Regions from separate parts of the Mus musculus genome. Here all the other regions are linked to region 4. A link is a contact called in public HiCAR-type, HiChIP or PLAC-seq and promoter capture Hi-C data. All regions are on one chromosome and are shown on one strand. The core of a region is the stretch at or near the end of the contact, and the rest is flanking DNA. Distances in the headings are between cores, read along the strand shown.

Evidence for each region. Promoter capture Hi-C pulls out the DNA fragments that hold promoters and counts their contacts. HiCAR-type assays count read pairs that join an accessible place to other places. HiChIP or PLAC-seq counts read pairs in DNA pulled down with a chosen protein or histone mark.
Region 1: a contact with region 4 is called in a HiCAR-type map of astrocytes, with 2.9 times the contacts expected there. The contact joins the promoter of Garem2 here to the promoter of Nom1 in region 4. A contact is called at or near these places in 8 of 39 promoter capture datasets (the 3T3-L1 cell line, the HPC-7 cell line, the SN4741 cell line and 4 more), 3 of 115 datasets of contacts at active chromatin or transcription factors (astrocytes, bone marrow-derived macrophages and large pre-B cells) and 1 of 9 other capture datasets (liver).
Region 2: an H3K4me3 HiChIP or PLAC-seq map of the 230-238 cell line shows a contact between it and region 4, with 14 read pairs. The contact joins the promoter of Tyms here to the promoter of Nom1 in region 4. A contact is called at or near these places in 1 of 39 promoter capture datasets (embryonic stem cells) and 3 of 115 datasets of contacts at active chromatin or transcription factors (the 230-238 cell line and embryonic stem cells).
Region 3: a contact with region 4 is called in a promoter capture Hi-C map of embryonic stem cells, with 4 times the contacts expected there. The contact joins the promoter of Adgrf3 here to the promoter of Nom1 in region 4. A contact is called at or near these places in 4 of 39 promoter capture datasets (the 3T3-L1 cell line, the C10 cell line, the SN4741 cell line and 1 more).

Annotation. Positions count from the first base shown.
Region 1 is chr5:30,103,840-30,106,539 of GRCm38.p6, reverse strand. It overlaps Garem2 (GRB2 associated regulator of MAPK1 subtype 2), which reads right to left and starts at 1,344. Exons shown (of 6, transcript NM_001167879.1): 1 at 1,137-1,344. The coding sequence starts at 1,248. 3110082J24Rik (RIKEN cDNA 3110082J24 gene) reads left to right here and starts at 454. Exons shown (of 3, transcript NM_001256263.1): 1 at 454-533; 2 at 1,126-1,477; 3 at 2,622-2,700. The coding sequence starts at 1,181. The coding sequence ends at 2,651.
Region 2 is chr5:30,072,177-30,074,876 of GRCm38.p6, reverse strand. It overlaps Tyms (thymidylate synthase), which reads left to right and starts at 1,252. Exons shown (of 7, transcript NM_021288.4): 1 at 1,252-1,516. The coding sequence starts at 1,330.
Region 3 is chr5:30,204,355-30,207,087 of GRCm38.p6, reverse strand. Adgrf3 (adhesion G protein-coupled receptor F3) reads left to right here and starts at 1,366. Exons shown (of 14, transcript NM_001014394.2): 1 at 1,366-1,472; 2 at 2,687-2,733. The coding sequence starts at 1,383.
Region 4 is chr5:29,433,352-29,436,051 of GRCm38.p6, reverse strand. Nom1 (nucleolar protein with MIF4G domain 1) reads right to left here and starts at 1,385. Exons shown (of 11, transcript NM_001033457.2): 1 at 409-1,385; 2 at 1-122. The coding sequence starts at 1,374.

The DNA of each region.
Region 1 (2,700 bases), core at 95-2,594, 670 kb before region 4:
CGCTCAGAAAAGAACTCAAAGAAAAGGGTGTCAAAGAGATGCGTGGGAAGTGAGCAGGAAGAACCTAGGGCAGAATTTCCTATTCACAAGCAGACACAGTCCAGCTGCAAGCGCAGTCCTGGGATCTCACGCTGAGCAGTGAGTGAGGTCCCACCAGAGTTAGACTGCCAGGTATTCCACCTAAAGGACCGGGACACACTGAAGTCCCACTGAGCCTGCTTCGGCCCGCCTGGTGCTCACTGTGCCCAGTTCTTGCTGTTGCGGGTCTGAGGAGGGGCTGCCAGTCCAAGAACAGCACAGGAGTCCCATTAGCATTCAGGGAAGCGAGTGTGCCAACGCGGGCCAAACCCCTATTCTTCTCACACACAAAACCCCCAGCCTGGCTGCCAGCCCCGGCTCCCGCCCCTCCCCCAACCAAACAGCTCCCCTTTCCCCCAACACTACAGTCCTCTTGCTCTGTGCAGCCTTCAGGCTCTCCTATATTCGGTCCCATCATCGGAACACCCGCACCTGCTGGCGAAATAGGACGAGAGGTGGGGGAGGGCCGGGGGTCCTCTGCTGAGATAGGGAAGGGTGTGTGTGTGTGGGAGGGGGGTGCCTGGTGGCCGGCCCGCTCACTCAGGCCTCTCCGGAGGATAGTCTGCCCGTTGCCAAAAGACCTCAGGATGTCAAAGGACGGTTCAGGAAAGGTCCCAAAAAGGGACTAGCGGGGATGGTAGGGAAAGACCTATCGTGGTCCAAGAGATGCGGTACGATGAAGGTGAGAGGCTGGAAGACAAAGGGATCAAGGGGGTGCGGCCTGGGCAGGGGCCGATAGGCGCCGGGAAAGCGGGGTGCACCGACAGAGCGGCCCACAGACTCAGCATCGCTACTGGCTCCAGGGGGACTGAAAACTTTGTTGCAACCCTGCGGCCAGTTACTAACCCTGTGGGGGGTCGGAGGGGCCCAGAAGCGGCTCCCAGACTTGGGGGCTCCGGTTGTGCCAGGAGCAGCCCCAGAAGACAAGCAAAGCCCCCCATCAACGGGGACAGGGAGGGTAGTGACTGAATGCGCCTGTAAGTCCTGCCAGCTCCAACAGAGCGAAGCCCCGACTTTTCGCATCCTCCGCCTCCGTCTCCCCTCTAGACACCGGGTACCTGGTCCGAGGCAGGCGAGCGTGGGCAGGCGGCAGCGGCTGACGATGAGGTCCAGCGGGAAAGCGCCCATGCTCCAGCGCAGCCCGGCCAGCCCGGCCGCCAGCTTCTCCATGGCATGGGCGCTCCCCGGGGTTCGCCGTCCCGGGACCCCGACGGCCAGTCCCGCGCAGCTCGGGCTGCGCGCCCACCACCTCCTCCTGGGCCGAAGCGGCGCTCCCCGCCTGGCAGCCCAGCTGAGCCTCGGGAGTCACGTGGCCAGCCTCCTTCCACGGGGCATCAGCCCCCACCCCCATCCCCGCCCCGCGCCCCGCCCGCCGGGCCCGCACCCCCGGAGCGCCCAGGTGACAGGGTGCTCGGGGTGGAGATGGTTAGGGAAAAGAGAACAGGTCCGATGGGACTCTGGCCGGGTGGGTGTCCGAGGTTTTCCCCTCGTGCCAAGGCCTCGCGGAGTCCGGACTCAGGATTGCTGCGTTGCTCACATCCGCTACTCCAAGCTCAGCGGCGGGGATGCTCAGACTGGGGAGGAGCAAAGAGGGCAGGCGGCACTTGGAGTTTGAATCTAAGTAGTGTTGGAATCCTGTAAGAGCACTTTCCGAAACCCCGCTCCACCCCCCCCACGCCCTCCCCCTCCCCCCAATCTGCTCTGTAGATGGGAAAACAGATTCAAACCTGAACGATTGGGGTCAGTGGCAGCACTCTTTTTTTTTTTTTTTTTTTTTTTTTTAAACCGTCTCTTTCTTTTCTGTTCTTTCTACCAACTTTCATATCCCCTCCTGTCTGAAGCTCTCGAGTTCTTAGAGGAGAAGCCTTTCCCAGAAACTTTGCTGGCCTTGCTCTCGCACCCATCTGGAGGCTCACTTCGCTTCAGTGTGTCTGCGGCGCCCTCTGCAGGTGCAGGCCGGTCGTGGCTGAGTGCTCTTCAAGAAGGACCTTGGTCCCTAGTCTGGTCCTTAAAAGTATGGACTCTATTCAGTCTTGGCCTCCATGCCCTCAGGAGACTTCAACACGTGTACACACAAACCCTTTCATCTGATGCGCCTGAACCCGTCTTTTTGTATGTAGTCTAGGTTGGTCTTCCCACCCTCCTGCCTTAACCTCCTGGAGTACTACAGGCCAGGCATTACAGCCTTGAGCCATGGCGCCAAGAGCGTTTTTTCCCTTTTCTTTTTCCATACTCAGGGCCTGCCACGTGTGCTCCTCCAGCCCTTCTCTTGTTTTCGGTTTTCAGACAAGGCTCAAGAAGCTGCCCGGGCTGACCTTGAACTTCTTTCTAGCATAGCCACATCATTGAATTTCCCTTCCTTCTGCCTCAGTACCCCAAGCAGTATTTAATGGGCGTGGGGGCAGATGAAGGATGGAGCCGTGAAAGAGATGAGTGAATGAAAGTTCACTTTCCCACCTGGTAGGGAAGAGGGTCTCTCTTGAATAGTGTGACCACATGTTGTGTAATAGTTTCCTCTGAAGTTGAAACATTTTATCCTGCAGGCAAGCTTCTTAAGAAAGAAGATAAACTAAAGGAGCCTCAGGAAGTCCCTGAAACTCATCAGATTCTTTAGGACCAGCT
Region 2 (2,700 bases), core at 3-2,502, 640 kb before region 4:
ACATAATTGGTCACAAAACAGGCCTCAACAGATACAAAAATATTGAAATTATCCCATGCATCCTATCAGATCACCACAGACTAAGGCTGATCTTCAATAACAGCATAAATTACAGAAAGCCAAAGTTCACGTGGAAACTGAACAACACTCTACTCAATGATATCTTGGTTAAGGAAGAAATAAAGAAATTAAAGACTTTTTAGAGTTTAAAGAAAATGAAGCCACAACATACCCAAACATACGAGAACAATGAAAGCACTCCTAAGAGGAAAACTCAGCTCTGAGTTCCTCAAAAAGAAACTAGAGAGAGCACACACTAGCAGCCTGACAGCACACCTATAAGTTCTAGAACTAAAGGAAGCAAATTCACCCAAGAGAAGTAGATAGCAGGAAATAATCAAATTTAGGGTGGAAATCAACCAAGTGGAAACAAAAAGAACTATTCAAAGAATCAATCAAACCAGGTGCTGGTTCTTTGAGAAAATCAACAAGATAGATAAACCCTTAGCCAGGCTAACTAGAGGGCAAAGGAACAACATCCTAATTAACAAAATCTGAAATGAAAAAGGAGACATAACAACAGAACCAGCGGAAATCCAAAACATCACCAGATTGTATTACAAAAAGCTATAGTCAACACAACTGGAAAACATGGATGAAATGGACAATTTCCTAGACGGATACCAGGTTCCAAAGTTAAATCAGGATCAGATTAATGATCTTAACAGTCCCATTTCCCCTAAAAAAGTAGAAGCAGTCACTAATAGTCTCCCAAACAAAAAAAGCCCAGGACTTAGCACAGAGTTCTATCAGGCCTTCAAAAAGACTTAATTCCAATTCTCAAACTATCCCACAAAACAGAAACAGAAGGTCCTCTACCCAATTCATTCTATGAAGCCAAAATTACTGTGGTTCCCAAACTACATAAAGATCCAAGTACAAGTATCGTATAAGCCAAAGGCTCTTTTTGAGACTGGGTCTCAAGTACCTAGGCTGGCCTTGAACTTGCTATGAAGTGAAGGCTTGCCTTAAACTCCAGATCCTCTAGCCGACTCAATCTCCCAGGAGCTGGGATTTAATGGCATGCATCCCCACACCCTGATCCTATAGGCTCTTAATGCCATAATAGGGTAAATACAGATTTGAGAAAGTGGGCAGGTGTTTGCCTTGCAAGCTGTAACCACTTCTGTCACGTGGGGGCGGGGTCTGCCACGGATTCTGGCGGCCGGAAGTTTCCCAGCAGGAAGAGGCGGGCTGGTGTTGGAGGAAAAGAGCGCCAGGAAGGTCCTGGTTTTGTCGCTGACTACACTGCTGCCAGACTGCTCCGTTATGCTGGTGGTTGGCTCCGAGCTGCAGTCCGATGCTCAGCAGCTGAGCGCGGAAGCCCCACGGCATGGAGAACTCCAGTACCTGAGGCAGGTGGAGCACATTTTGCGCTGCGGCTTCAAGAAGGAGGACCGCACGGGCACTGGCACCCTGTCGGTGTTCGGCATGCAGGCACGATACAGCCTGAGAGGTAACTGGGGCTGGTCTGCATTAGCGGGAGGACGTCCGGCAGGCAAGCTGGGCACGCGGAGACGCCGGGCGAGCGTTCTTGGATAGCCCTAACCCGGGCTCTGAGGTTCTAGGAGTCCTAAACTTCCCGTGCGCGACCCAGGTGACAACTACTTCAAGTAAACCAGGTTCTGAAGGTCTGCCTTTGACCTTAGTCCCTGTTAAACCTTTTCTCCCGAATCCAGTTTCAACCAGTTGTGCGGCCCAGAGGGAGGGAGTGGGAAGAAACCTGCGGGAGCTTGTCCAAATCCTGCTCTGAGGTCTTGACTTTGCTCCTCTTCTTCCTCCCCTTATCTCCTGCTCCCCTTTGCTGCTGCTTTTAAAATTGGAGCGAAAATGGCTTGGGCGGTGCTACGGCTGCGCGGGAAAGGGGGAGACCCGGGCCTTAGGCGGGAACTGTGGGGTTTTTCCTTCCAACAGCCTTGGCTTTTATATTTTATTTTATTTTATTTTATTTTATTTTATTTTTGGTTTTTCGAGACACAGTTTCTCTGTGTAGCCCTGGCTGTCCTGGAACTCACTTTGTAGACCAGGCTGGCCTCGAACTCAGAAATCCGCCTGCCTCTGCCTCCCAAGTGCTGCAGCCTTGGCTTTTAAAGAGTAACAAGAGGCTGTTGAGGAGCAAAGGATGGAATCAACCACAGGGCCTGGAAGGGCACAGAACCTCCTAGGTGTTGGCTGAGGATGGGGGTGCTAATGGTGGCATTCAGGAAACATGAAGAGCAACCTGACACTGGAGTAGAGAGTAGCTTTGAGTGGGGATATGGCCGCTCTTAGGACATTTGCTTAGTCTCAAACATTTTCTGGAGCTGTAAACTACAGCTTCTACTGCACAGATTGGTCCAGCCTAAAGGACCTCCCAAGAATTGTGGACCCTGATGAACCACAGACCTTTTAATTCACGTCCTCTGCTTAGACTGTGGACAGGTTTTTTTTTTTTTTTTTTTTTTTTTTTAAAGTATAGTTGTGTTTTGTTTTTGTCCTTTACCTCTCTAGTGTTCATTCAGCTTTTCGATGATGTTAAAGCTGGAAGTAGTGCTCTGGTTGCAAAACCTTCACTCAGACTACACCACTAACCTGAGCATTTTCACTTTGCCTTGTGGGTTGCCTCACCTGCACCACCCCTTTGCCTCTTAAGCTGTGGAC
Region 3 (2,733 bases), core at 117-2,616, 770 kb before region 4:
ATTTCTATTTGTTACAAAACCCTGCCTGCCAGTTGTGGTGGCACACACCTTTAATCCCAGCACTGGGGAGGCAGAGGCAAATGGATCTCTGAGTTTGAGGCCAGTCCAATCTACACAGTGAGTTCTAGGACATTCAGGGCTACACAGAGAAACCTTGTCTTGTAAAACAAATCAAAACAAAAAATTACCCTGAAAGACCCTCGAGGGGAGACCCTCACTCAGACACTCAAGTCCCGGGACAGCCGCGTACCCAAGAAGACACTGAGACCATACATAAAATGTAGAAGGCAAGATTTAATAAGGCAGCAACATGAAAGCACACAGACCAGAGCTCTGGGGTCGAAATAAAGCAGCAACATGGAAGCACACAGAGCTCTGGGGTCGAAACTCATACACCTTAGCACAGGGTAGAGGAGTCTCGACGGTCAGCCAGAATTTTTCACAGGCTTATATAGTAAAACTCAAAGGGGGAGAACTGGGCAGGGAAAGTACAAGTTTACATCACTAGGGAGTTCTGCCAAGGGACAAGGGGTTCTGCCAAAGGATTCTACGTAACTAAGGAGTCATGTCCTATCAAGGAACCTACGTAACTAAGGAGTACCTGGTTCATTTTGAGGTTGTTCCAGGAGGCCTTTATCTCAAAAATGTTTTTGGAACAGTTTTTAGTTGGGAGGGTTCAAACTTTAGGGTGAGGAGTTTTGGGGTGAAAAGTTTAGGAGTGTTCTGGGAACAATCTCTAGATGGGAGGGGGTGGGCTCCGAGGTAAAAAATTCATGTTCTCACAAGAGGCCAGTAATTTTCTATTCTTCAACCCAGCCTGAGGTATTCTGACATACAAATACAGGGGACGGATTCAAGGTGTTTGATGGAACAAGAGCTGGCTTTCTTGTACCATGTGTGTTCCAGGGACCAGTTCAGGCTGTGGAGTTTGGCGGCAAGCTCCTTTACCCTCTGAGGCATCTTGCTGCCCCCTTTATAGTCTTTTCTAACCTTGGTTCAGTTTTGAAGGTCTAGCTTCCTGGAGGCATTCCAAAATGATCCAAGTTTCCTAGGCCCTGGGGACCATGCCTGAACCTGCCTCTGTGACCTGTTGTTTTTTGTGACGTGGTACCTGTGTCCCCTCCGCCTGCCCAGGAGAACCAAGGCACACTCCTCTCACAGAATCATGTGGGGGTCCAGGTGGCCCCAGTGACCTGGAAGCATATCTGCCCGAATCACAGGCTGTGACACTTGCTCTGTCAACTCACCTTGGCTCCCTCTGATCTTTCCTCCCTTCCTTCAGTAATAGCCCTGCCAGCTGGGGCGGGGGGTGGGGGGGGGTGGGGGGAGGAAATTTGCATCCTGGAACAGCCGGAGGGCTTTAGGGACTGCTGCGTTGAGCCATGTCCTCTCTAGCTCTCTCCCAGCTGCTCCTGGCCGTGACTCTTCCCCTGCTGGAGTTGGAGCCAACATTTGTCCCCACAGCCCAATCAGTAAGTACTGGGGTGAGTGAGGACCCTGGGGAGACCTGCAGAGGCCACAGTCAGAGCCACAGGTTGTGAGGAACCACAGGGTGTAGGATGAAAGGTGGAAGGAAGGGACCAGCTTGCCCCCAAGAAGGCAATCTTCCTGCCCAGGGTGAGGGGACACTTCCATAGCTTTACCTGAGTCCCCATGACACCCTACGACACCTGCTGCTCTTTTGGCTACCAACTTACAATGAAATGAGAAGAAAACCTTTGCAGATGTAGAAGCTTATTAGCATAGACGATGGGAAAGAGTCTGAGGAGAAGCGTGGAGCCTAGGCTTGCATTTTATTATCTATTTATCTACAGCTCCTAATCTACTGCAATCCCCAGATCTAAATATCCCTATCTGTAGCTTCCTCTGTGGCATGTCTTATCTATAGCCTATCCTTGCCTGCACCTGTTTGTTTGTTTGTGTTATATCCTCCTAGTTTTCATGTACTTCCTTGTTTTTATTTTCTGTGTGGATCTTCTGTGTTGCCCAGGCTGCTCTTGAACCCTTGCACTTAAGTAAGGGATACTCCTGCCCCATTATCTTAAGTAAGGGATACCCCTGCCCCATTATCTTAAGCACTGGGATTATTGTACAGGCTTGAACCACCATGTCTGGCTTCCTTCTGGTTTTATTATTTATATTTTGGGGTGATTGTTGTTAGTTAGTTTGTTTGTTTTTTAAATAAAGGTTCACTCTGTTGCCCAGGCTGTCCTTGTACTTGCTACAGTCTTCCTGCTTCAGTCTCCTGGGTGCTGAGATTGCAAGTGTGAGCTGCCATCTGGTTTTAGATGCATACACACATGGGATTTTGAGAGGAAAACATGGGTTAATTTGCAGGACCCTGACTCCTTGTTGGAGCTCTGGACCCAGCCATTTCAATTAGCCTAGAGGCCCAGGGACAGGTCAATTCAGGAAGGAGCTAAACAAAGCATGTTGACTTCCAGGGTGTGCCTGGTTCCTGGTTTCAGGTGAGGCTGCTGGCCCTGGCAGGGTCCCTGGAATTGTGCCCCTGTCCCCGTTTCTGAACATCCTTTTCTCCCTCCAGATACTTACATTTGACCTCTGGCCTAAAGAAGAACTTCTAAGAGACCAAGTCACACCAGAGTAGCCAGGCTGCCCCTGAGGGTACCCTGGCAGGAACTTGAGACCAGCCTCTCTCCTCAGAGTCTCCTCTATCTCTTTCCAGGAGCTCAGTCCATATGGAGGGAAATCTGGGCAGCAACTGAACCAGTA
Region 4 (2,700 bases), core at 136-2,635:
ATTAGGCCTTTAACATGTTTCTTGAGCCTGTCTAGCTCTTCTTTCTTGTGGACATCTATTACCTCCTCGTTCCTCAGCCGAGGAGGGATGTACTTTTCACCACTTTCAACAGAGTGACTCTCCTTGAAAACAGGAATAAAATTGTAAACAAAAATGTACAGTGGAAAATCCGGTATCTTTTGTTGTTGTTGTTGTTACTTACTCCAAACACTAACCCCATGAGAACTTGGAGCAGGGTACTGCTATTTAACGAAGTGAAGCTCTATGATTGCCTAGAATGGCCTGGGTCAGCCTGTCCCTCAGCAGGCTGTGGCTGCTACTGTGTTAGTGCAAATACTGTTCTGTACTCTGCCCCTCACTCCGTTTGGAATGACAGCCCAGAGGGCCTACAGGCTGTTCGTGACATACCTGCTGTTCTATGTCATCTTCCGAAGAGCTTCTGCTCTTTTCTACAACTTCTGCAAAACGCACTTTCTTAGTCCCTTTATTTCCCCGAGTCCCACTTTCTGCTTCTCCTCTCCTTTTCGAGTTTACATCTTCCTGATCCTCCTGCAGCACTTGCCAGTCTGGGTCCTCCTCACTTTCTTTAGAATTGCTCTCTAGGTCACTCTCCAAGACTGTCTGTCCAGTCTCCAACTTTTCTTCCTCCTCTTCCTCGCTGCTTTCGTACAGGCCGCCGCCGCTCCCACATTCCAGGGCCCCCAGGATGTAGTCCAGACCGTCGCGCGCGAAGCTGAGCGGCACCGAGCTACCATCGCCCTTCTTCTTACGCTTGTGGAGGCCGAGGCACCGTTCCAGCTTTCGGATCTCTCGGTCCTCCTCCTCGTTGGCCGCTAGAAGTGCCCGCTTCCGGGCGGTGGCGGTGGCGGGACCAGGCTTTCCAGGAGCACCTTTAGCCTTGGCCTTCGGCTGGGCCGCCGAGGCCTTGGTGTTAGTGGAGGGGGCACTGGCCTTGGCAGGGGTTGCTGTGGCCTTGGCGGGCGTCGGTCTCACCTCAGTGGGCGGTCGTCGAGTCTCCGGGCCATCGTTAAGGCCGACATTCCCCCCTTGGTCCCCTGACCCGGAGCCTACTGTCCTCTGCAGGCGCCGCGCTTTCCTCAGGTGTCGCTTCTCCTTACGAAGCTCCTTGCGGCTCTTTCGGCCGCCGGGCCGGGAGCGCGCCACAGCGCTGCGGCTCTCGCAGGCTTCGCTCTCGGAGGTAGTCCGCACGAAGTCTTCCACGGCCAGCCGCAGCCGTTTCAGGGGACCCTCCCTGCCGCCCAGACCGCGGCGGACGCCGCTACGTTTCAAGAGAGCATGTGCCATTGCTCTACACCACAACTCACAAGCCCCATGCCTATAGACGCCGTTAACTTCCGGGACGTTCCGCGGCATCACTTCCGGAAGGGGCGGGACTTCCGGAAGCGCGCTTCAATGGACTAAAAAGGACGGTGGGAGGTTTCCTCTGCTGGTAGGAGGGTACCAGGTCACAGACACTAGTAGAGTCCTTTAAAATCTGAAGCTCTTGTACTTTGTTTTGGGAAGCACTGAGAAAACCTAGGTATGGCTGTAGCATAAATTTTCACACATCCTTGCATTTTCTTGCGTGCGTGTGTACCCATGAGAAGGCAGTCAATTCTGTTTCTCTGTGTGTTTTTGGTTTTTTTTTTTTTTCTTTTTCTTTTCCTTTTCCTTTTCCTTTTCCTTTTCCTTTTCCTTTTCCTTTGAGATAGTTTCACAGTGGGTACCAAGATGGATGTCTGGCATAAAAATGGAGTTTCTTTAGCCATCACATAGAAATGGTGGCTGAACAGAGCCCGAGAGATTCAGCAAACATTGTTCCTCCACTTTCTGCTTTAGTTCTTACCTCCAGGTTCCTGCTTTGAGTTCTTGTCCTGATTTCCCTCAAAGGTGGACTTGATGTGAAAGTCTAAACTAAATAAACCTTTCTTCCTTAGTTGCTTTTTGGCCTTAGTGCTTATCACAATTACAAATGTTGTGCCCTGAGTCCACGGGAAATCCAGATGAGCTCAAGAATTGCAAAGTCCACTGCAACTCGAAAGAGTCTTTTATTGTTTAAAGTTTGAACTCAGCTCTCCTGCCTCACACTCACTACGTGAATGCTGGCAAACGACCCTGAGTCCAGAAAACACTGGGTTTATATACAGTTTAGTTTAGGAATCCCTACAGAAAAGGGGATTAGAGGGCTGTAATCATTTGGTGGATTGGTAGTGTATCGGGAAGGGGGAGTGTTAATGGGTGTCTGTTCAGGGACTAATTTTATGGCCAGTTGTAACTGTCTGTGACCTGACCTCTGTTTACCTTTTTTCCATGGTCTCCCTTGAGCTTGTTATTTCTCTAAGGTCTCAAAGACAGGCATCTGGAGTTCTGCTGCTTATCAGCAGGAGTGTTGATTTTTGGAGACACAAAGGAGGATGTCTCCTCAGAATGTCTTCATTAAGGGGAGTTTTATGGGTAGTACCATTCTAACGCCAGGGGAAGGGGAAGGAGCCCCGACTGCTGCAGGAGGACACAGCACAGAAACCAGTTGTCTGCATATTGTGCTTGCCCCAGGATAGAGGGAGGATGGGAGCTTCTGGGGGAGGGCAGGGAATGCAGAGGCAAACTGTCTGTACACAACACTGACATCTCTCTAGTATCACTAATTCGGGGGTTACAACACAGAAAGCAAGCTATTGTGATTACTTTCATTGTCAGTCT